Linked DNA regions of Mus musculus: region 2 is linked to region 1. The links are chromatin contacts, called in public HiChIP or PLAC-seq maps. All regions are on one chromosome and are shown on one strand. Each heading gives the region's core, a stretch centred on a gene start, on an enhancer-like site or on the middle of the called end of the contact. The rest is flanking DNA. Distances are from core to core; before and after follow the strand shown. Region 1 overlaps Jmjd1c (jumonji domain containing 1C). Region 2 overlaps Gm40681 (a long non-coding RNA gene).

What was found. HiChIP or PLAC-seq counts read pairs in DNA pulled down with a chosen protein or histone mark.
Region 2: an H3K27ac HiChIP or PLAC-seq map of acute myeloid leukemia shows a contact between it and region 1, with 2.1 times the contacts expected there. The contact joins two enhancer-like sites. A contact is called at or near these places in 1 of 39 promoter capture datasets (the C10 cell line), 2 of 115 datasets of contacts at active chromatin or transcription factors (acute myeloid leukemia and microglia) and 1 of 9 other capture datasets (embryonic stem cells).

What each region holds. Positions count from the first base shown.
Region 1 is chr10:67,224,733-67,228,459 of GRCm38.p6, reverse strand. Jmjd1c (jumonji domain containing 1C) reads right to left here. Exons shown (of 26, transcript NM_207221.3): 10 at 1,544-3,723. Among named protein-coding and RNA genes, the nearest start is that of Nrbf2, 59 kb to the left of the region's middle. Within about 2 kb of position 1,614, at least 105 of the 459 cell types and tissues checked have an H3K27ac peak or open chromatin away from gene starts, as enhancers often do. A contact at or near this core is called in acute myeloid leukemia, where this site is marked.
Region 2 is chr10:67,759,261-67,763,030 of GRCm38.p6, reverse strand. All of the region lies in intron 1 of Gm40681 (a long non-coding RNA gene), which reads left to right. Among named protein-coding and RNA genes, the nearest start is that of Gm40681, 17 kb to the left of the region's middle. Within about 2 kb of position 2,405, at least 38 of the 459 cell types and tissues checked have an H3K27ac peak or open chromatin away from gene starts, as enhancers often do. A contact at or near this core is called in acute myeloid leukemia, where this site is marked.

The DNA of each region.
Region 1 (3,727 bases), core at 365-2,864:
CAGCACATGCCAGTTATGGCATAACGACTGGTATAAAGATGTTTCTAGGGTTGCAGAGATGGCTTTCTAGTCAATACCACTGGCTGCTCTTCCAGAAGACCAAGGTTCAATCCCCAATGCCTATAACTTCAATTCCAGCCCCTGGAGATCTAATGCTATTTTCTGGCCTCCACGGCACCAGACATACACATAATGCACACTTAATTCAAGCAGGAAAACACCCATGCACATAAACTAATGAAAAGGCGCTTCTTTTCCAATGCATACAAGAGATCTTTCCTCTGGACTTTATTAAAGGGTGTTAGAATGAACAACACATATCACACCACTGATGAGACATTATTTCGCACACTTTCTTCAATCATTTACTTCTAAATTGATTACACTAGAGAAAACTAAATGCAATCCTGTTTCTATTTCTTTTAAACTGGGAATTAACTTTGACCAATATACTTTTAATTCTATATGATGGGAGCAGTTTAGAATGTGAAACTTCATAACACGGATTGTAATAACTTAAAAAGTACTATGAATTTTTCAAAATGATATACGTGAAACCAATTCTTAATTATGTGATAACAAAATAGGCACTTCTGAAGGGTTTTTTTTTTTTTTTTAAAGAAGTGAATGAATTACAAAGGTAACTTATTGAAGGGCTTTTGATACTATTAATTCTTCTATACTAGGCCATACTTGATATTAGTAAATTTCTTCTAGTAATTTAATAATACTATCTGCTTTAAATAAGGCATCATCCTTTAATTCAAACTGTCTAATTTATTGGCAATGTATCTAAAATGTATAGGTCTGTGAATAAAACCCTACTAACATACATTACCTAACACCGCTCCTTTTATACAGTGAGAGCCTTGAAGACCTAGATCTTGGTTAACAAATTCAAAAACAGCTGCCCTAGTGAAGAGAACTCGGGAGCAAGACATTAAAGTCACATAAATACATGCGAACCCTTGATTTCTCAATGTCAACACCATAAATGCACTTTGGGATACAGAAATTAATTATAGAGTGTAGGGGACTCACTAGTGTATACATCAACAAGTATATTGTAAACATTCTAAAATTCGGTCACAATTTCAGCTCATAAAGTAAATTTAAGCAAAAATGATTTAGGAAATCTCCCTAAACTCCCAGCTTTGTTACATGGTTAGGGTGAGACGGACCACATCACACTGCTCCTCAGTACTGTGCTTACAGCTAAACAGGAACTACTTCTCGAATGAGATCAGGTCTCAGCTAAATACTTTAGTATCAGAAGTACAGTTCTTTTCTGGTGTAATAATCAAAGCTGTATTTTGACATTTCTAGGAAAAGATCAATTTCTAAACTTCACACTGTACTGTCTTTCCTACAACAAATGTCAGGTGAAAACATCTCTCAAGATCGGGGATCTAATCTTTTCCTCTTGTGGGGAGACAGGAAAGGCAGAAAGGAAATTCACAACTACATCCCATGGAGCCACATCCTTACTGCGAGGACCCGTGGCCCATTTTATTTGCGATAAATCAATGTATTTACTCACCGCTATTACTGTTCTGCAACTTCAGTTTACTTTTGTCCTTGGCGCTCCTGCTGAGAACTCCATTAGGCTTCGAGTCCTCTTCGACCTCGCCTTTCCTCTTCTGCAGGTCGTTCTGCTTCTTTTTATAAGTTGGCTTCGGCTGCCGTTTAGTCCTCTGCTCCGACTTGCTTTCGCTCTCATCTGAGTCTCCACTTTCAGAGCCAGATTCGTAAGTTCTTTTGGCTTTTCTCCTGCTGACTTTCTCATCTCTTCCATATTTATCTACAGCGACTCTGCCATCTGCACGATTTTCTATATCATTAGATGTAGAGGCTATTAAGTTGACAGAACATGGCTTAATAATTTCGGATACAGAATTCCCTGAATTTTCCATTTTATTAGTATTTTTATCTTCTTCTGAATGTCTGGTGAGCCAGGCCTTCTTCAGTTTAGTGTGGTAGTTGGGCTGACTGGACTGGGCTGCTGGCCCATTTCCTACAGAGATTGCTTTGTTACTTGCAGTGCAGGTCATGGTGCTATCCAGGGGAAGAGAGGCTGCCACTGTCTGATTTCTCACAGTATTAAGTTCAGCCTCACTGACACTACTATTTTTAAACTGAGCTGCAGCCAACGCTGCCTTGTGCTTTTTTAAATGAATAAAATCAGTTGTGCCTGAGAAGCCAGAGCCGGGCTGAACAGCACTTCCTGTCTTACTACAGGCCAGAGTGCCTGGAACCGCGGTGCTGACTGTGCAGTCCTTTGCTTGCGCCACTGCCTGACTAACAACACTTTTTGAAGAAGTACATTCGAAGGGTGTAGAGGCCGAAATGGTATTTGATAAAGAATAACTTGTTTCTGCACTACTCAAGCTGGAGACACTGGTGGTAGTGGCAGCAGATGTGAACACATCTGCTTTGGTAGTAGAGACTACATTTACAGCAGACATGACTGAAACAGGAACGTTGCCCTGGGAGACAGCTTCAAAGTTTTTTTCAGATTTCACATGAGCACTTTCTAAATTCACATTTGGTAGAATAATTCTTCCAGTCTCTCCGGCTTCTGGTTTGAGGTAATCTGTTTTATTTGCCCCAGATGAAGATCTTTCACAAACTCGATCTTTGGAAGCTAATGGTACAGATGGCACACTATCAACTTTTGTACTAGAAGGTGGACGAACAATGACAGATGCCACAGCAGCCTGGGACTTTCCACTACTCTTTTCCACGGGCCACTCAGCTTTCTCTCTGTTGAGGTTGTTATTAGATCTCCACATTTCCGTTAGACTCTGATCAGAAGAATTCTTAAAATTTGACTGAGAGTCTTTTGGCTCAGGAATTAGAGTTGGAGGCTTCTGAGATTCTTGAACTTTGCCACCAGCATTTACTGGCATCACCGGTGTCAGTGTTGGAGGGGAAAGGCTACTGTAGCTGCTTTCCTTTCTTTCCAAACTGTGGTGGATTGGTGGATGGAATACTGGTGCCCTGTGCAGAGCAGGCATGCTGCGGAGTGCATTAGTAGAAGAAACAGTCAGATGGGTAGGGCTCCGACAATCACTTCTGAACGTTGTTACTGAGTGAGATGCACTCTGATGGGGAAGATGGTCTGGTATCTTGCCCACTAAACTTTCACTTTCTGGTTGGTGTTTAATCAAAGGTGGAGGCTTCGAAAGAGATGATATAAAAGAATGAGTTTGAGGATTGGCTGTTGCAGAAAGGTTATTATTTTGTTTCTCAGTGTAAATGTTGGAAACTTCTTTGGATGGGTAGGATCTTGGTGGCTCATTGACCACACTATTAGATAAAGTAGTGAAGTAGTTACTCTGGGGCAAACTCTGAGGCACTGAGTGCTTCATCTTATAAATCTCTGACACGGAGCGGTCTACGTCTTTATCTTGTTTGATAGCATGGCTTTTAGGACTAGAAGATGATGGTACTACTCTGGAGTAATTCTCTCTTTCAACCTCATGACCCTTGATTTTGGTTGTAAATGGAGCCACATCAATACTCTCCTGAAGAATCCGACGATGTTCCTCCTTGTATTTGTTCAGTCTCTCTCCAGTCTCCTGGGGTGGCCTTGGACCCACAAAATGCCTATGCAAGTGACAATCTTTTCCTGCCTGTGACCTATTAAGATCCAGGTCACCTTTTACTGATGTGGATGCATTAGACCGTAATGGTTCCATAAAAGCTTTCCTCTCCAATTCTCTAC
Region 2 (3,770 bases), core at 1,156-3,655, 530 kb before region 1:
TGCTGGAATGCTGCCTACAAGTTCAATGGGCAGATTGTAAGATGATCATCTCTGCTTTCAGGGATTCACACCTGGTGTTCACACCTGGAATTCCCATACACTCTCATCTCCTTGAGTACCTCCTGGTCCAAGCAGCTTGAAAAATGAAGGATGCTACTTAGAAGGCCAAGCTTTAAATGCCTGTTGCTTTGATGCTGGGCACCATCTACTTCTCTCTTGGGTCAGTCCTCTCATGTCAAGAGCACAGTTAGGCTGTCTATAGAGAGGCCCACAGAGTGAGGCATTCACATAATCTCAAAACACACTCTTCAGCCTCATCTTAGTCTTGGAGGATGAGAGTCTTGGCTAATGTCTTGACTGCAGTCTCGTGAGACACCTTGATTCAGGGACACCCAAGGAAGCTGGACCAAGATGATCTGTCCAGCGAAGCCATTGGAGAATAACTCCCTTGAGAAACCAATACCTACATATGGACCTTTCTTATCCTCTCCATGAGTGTCCCTCTATTGACTCGTATGTAAAAGATCTATATTCAAAACGTGTCTAAATAAATTTTGATTCTGCTTGAAAGGAAATCCGTGGGAGAACGAATTGTGTGTTGCTTGAAGAACTGAGCTTGTGAATGACGTTATGAAGCAAGATGGAACTTGCTTCCCCTAGTCAGACTTTGAGTCCTTCCAGAGCAGAGCTATGCCTTCTTCCCTACATGTGGCAACATCTGGCTGGGTGGCTGCCACAGAGTTAATATTCTAGACCAAGAAGGCTTCCATTTAAGAAATGTTTATATGAACTCAGGTACATGGGCATAGAAAATGGGCATGATAATCAGAATTTATTTACTAACTAAATAAGCAATTTAATTTAAAACTGTTATTTGATACATATAGAATTTTGCCACTCATTAAACATGAAAGCAAATTTGCATACCAACTTGGTGAACATGTATGTCTATTTTTACATAAAGGACTAAATCTTGGCTGAATGTCTGATACCGCAGAGTATTTCTATAGAGCATCTTCAGTGTTTTTCAGAGTTCATAGGTCATTTGACTTCATAATCTTCAATGCTGAGAATACCACCCCGCATAAATTCATACTACAAAAGTGGCAGACATATGATCAGGGTCCTTTCAGACATTGTTTTCAATTGTACCCTAATCTCAAGCCAAAATTCATTGAAAACTTGTTTTCACAAAACTAAAGCCAGCCAGCAACTTAGAACAGTAGTTTTTTCTTTTTTTTCTGAATTAAATGTTATCACATAATACAACTCAAAGACAAGCTGATTTGATACATTCTAAGTTATGCTGGTGGGAAAATATTAAGGTTGGTTTATTTGTTTGTTTGGCCAGGAAATGTTACTATAAGAATAGAAAATGATATGCACATTAAAACAGCAGAGTGGACTTGAACCTGAGCTGAGATATTCTGTGCAGTGTTCCTTAATGTGTCCCGGGAGCCGTGCTGGGAGCAGGGCTCTGAACCGTGTGCTGTGGCGAAATCATGTGACGCACCTTGGTTTGCTTGTGGGTTTGATACGGAATTAATTTTCGGTTGTCAGTGAGTTCAGAAACCCTTCCCTTTTACGGTTTCCTTGGCTTTTCGTGACCTCCGTGTTTAGTGATTTGATCTATAGTGTAAGGAGCTGTGTTCTAGGACTTGGAAGGAGGAGGCATGACGGGACCCACATCTCTTATAACAAACCCGATTCTCTGTGTGATGTGGAGTCCAGTTCATTTTGCACTGTGCCTGGCAGAGAGTTTGACTGGATTTAATTACCATGACCTCAAGGGTCTCAGAAAGAAGCTCCCTTCTCCTGAGCCCATGGAAGGTTTTTGGTGACATAAGAATTATGAAGATGACAACTTAATACATCCGACTGGCTAAGGAACAGAGATGACTAACTTGGACCCATGAACCCCCCCCCCTTTTTTAAGAGGTGAGGATATCACCAGGGGTCACAAGCAAAATGCGATCCTGCACCCCTCCCCTGCCCCAAGAGAGGATTTATTACTTTTTACTGGAACTCCAAGAAGATCATAATAAAAGGGGGGAGGGGGACGGGGAAGAAAAAGGAGAGGGAGAAACAGGAAAGGAAGAGGGGGAGGGGTGGAAGAGGGGGAGAGAGAAAGGAGAGATACTGAAATTGGAATTGAAGATCTTCAATCTGGAGAAGATGGGGGTGGGGGTGGGAGGCGTTCCAGCTGAGTGGGGCCTTGCAAATTCAACTTCCCCTGGCACCATTTCCTGCTACGACTGAAAAGTCTAGAAACTACACTAAGGGATTTTTTTTCCTTCTCTTTTTGTTACTTTAAAAGCAAAATGGAGTTTATTACATGTTGATTATGTTAAATTAGCCACTGCCTGTCCTCCACCCCCATCCCTTCCCCCAAGGGATGTTGAGCAACATCCTGAGGAGGAGAGGCTGGGTGTGGACCTGGGCTGTGTCTGGCCTTCTGCTGTATGTAGTAGGTGAGGCTCGATTTCTGTGACCCCCATCCTCCAAACACATCTCCCCCTTCAGGATCCAGCCTGTGACTGTTAATCCTGCCCAGCTTCATCCTCACCAAAGGGCCAATTAAAAACAGAGGCGGCTGCTGCCTATGAGTGCCGTCAAGTCAGAAATATGTGGGAGCTGTGGAAAGCTCTTCAGGATCCAAAGGGTTGAAGCCGTGATGGTTGAACGATTGTCTGAGGAACTTACATTCCAAGTCACCAGAGGCTCCAATCACACCACAAAAGTGCCAGCATATGTGTGTGCATGCTAGCAGGCTCCACAACAATGGAACATGATTGAGAATCTTGCTATTATTATTATTATTATTATTATTATTATTATTGTCAAGTTTGGACTAGTGTTTTCTCTATATGGAGAAGTTGAATGAGGATTTTAAAACCTGATGAGGAATAGATTTGGATTCTATAGTCAAATTAAATGCCAACAATCAACAGAAAAATCTTAATAGAAACAGACAGTTGTGAACTCCTTCTCGTGAAGATGCTCAATTAAAAAGGCTGTTATGCCAAAGTGTGTGTGTGCACACGTATATTTCTCTGTGTGTGGGGTATGTGCGTGTGTATTTCTGTCTCTATGTGTGTGTGTTTCTGTGTGTGTATATGTGCATGCATGATATATATATATATATATATATATATATATATATATATATATGTACACACATATGTATATGTATGTGTATGTGTATGTGTATGTGTATGTGTATGTGTATGTGTATGTGTATATGTGTGTCTGTGTGTTTGTGTGTCTGTGTGTTGCCTGTCTGTCTTTCTGTGTGTGTATGTGTTCAAAAATACTTAACCAAGAGTTAGCCCTTCCTACCTGTTAGGTAATGAGGCATTAGCATTAAAGCAAGGCATGCACACTTCCTGAATTTGCAAGTGTGTGCTATAGCCTCAGGTAGCATGGTGTCTGGTTATCTATAATACACTGAGAAATGGCATTTACAGCAAGCTACTGAATCTGTACCTAATAAATCATTATCTAATCAACGTCTATCCATTCTGTGGGCCAGAGAAAAAGAGGTCTGAAGGCTGTGTTGGTTACAGAGTGACTTAAACAATCCTGAAGACTGTTTAGTGCTGGCCATGTTCTGTGTACCTTGGGCGTCTCTGCCACTCACTGCTATAGTCAAGGCATTGGTGTTACAGACTGTGTCCATCTTACAGAAGGGAAAGCCACGGCACAGAACAATTGATTGCGACATTTGACACCTTGTCAACTGGAAGTCTGACTCTAGTCTTCATCTGAAA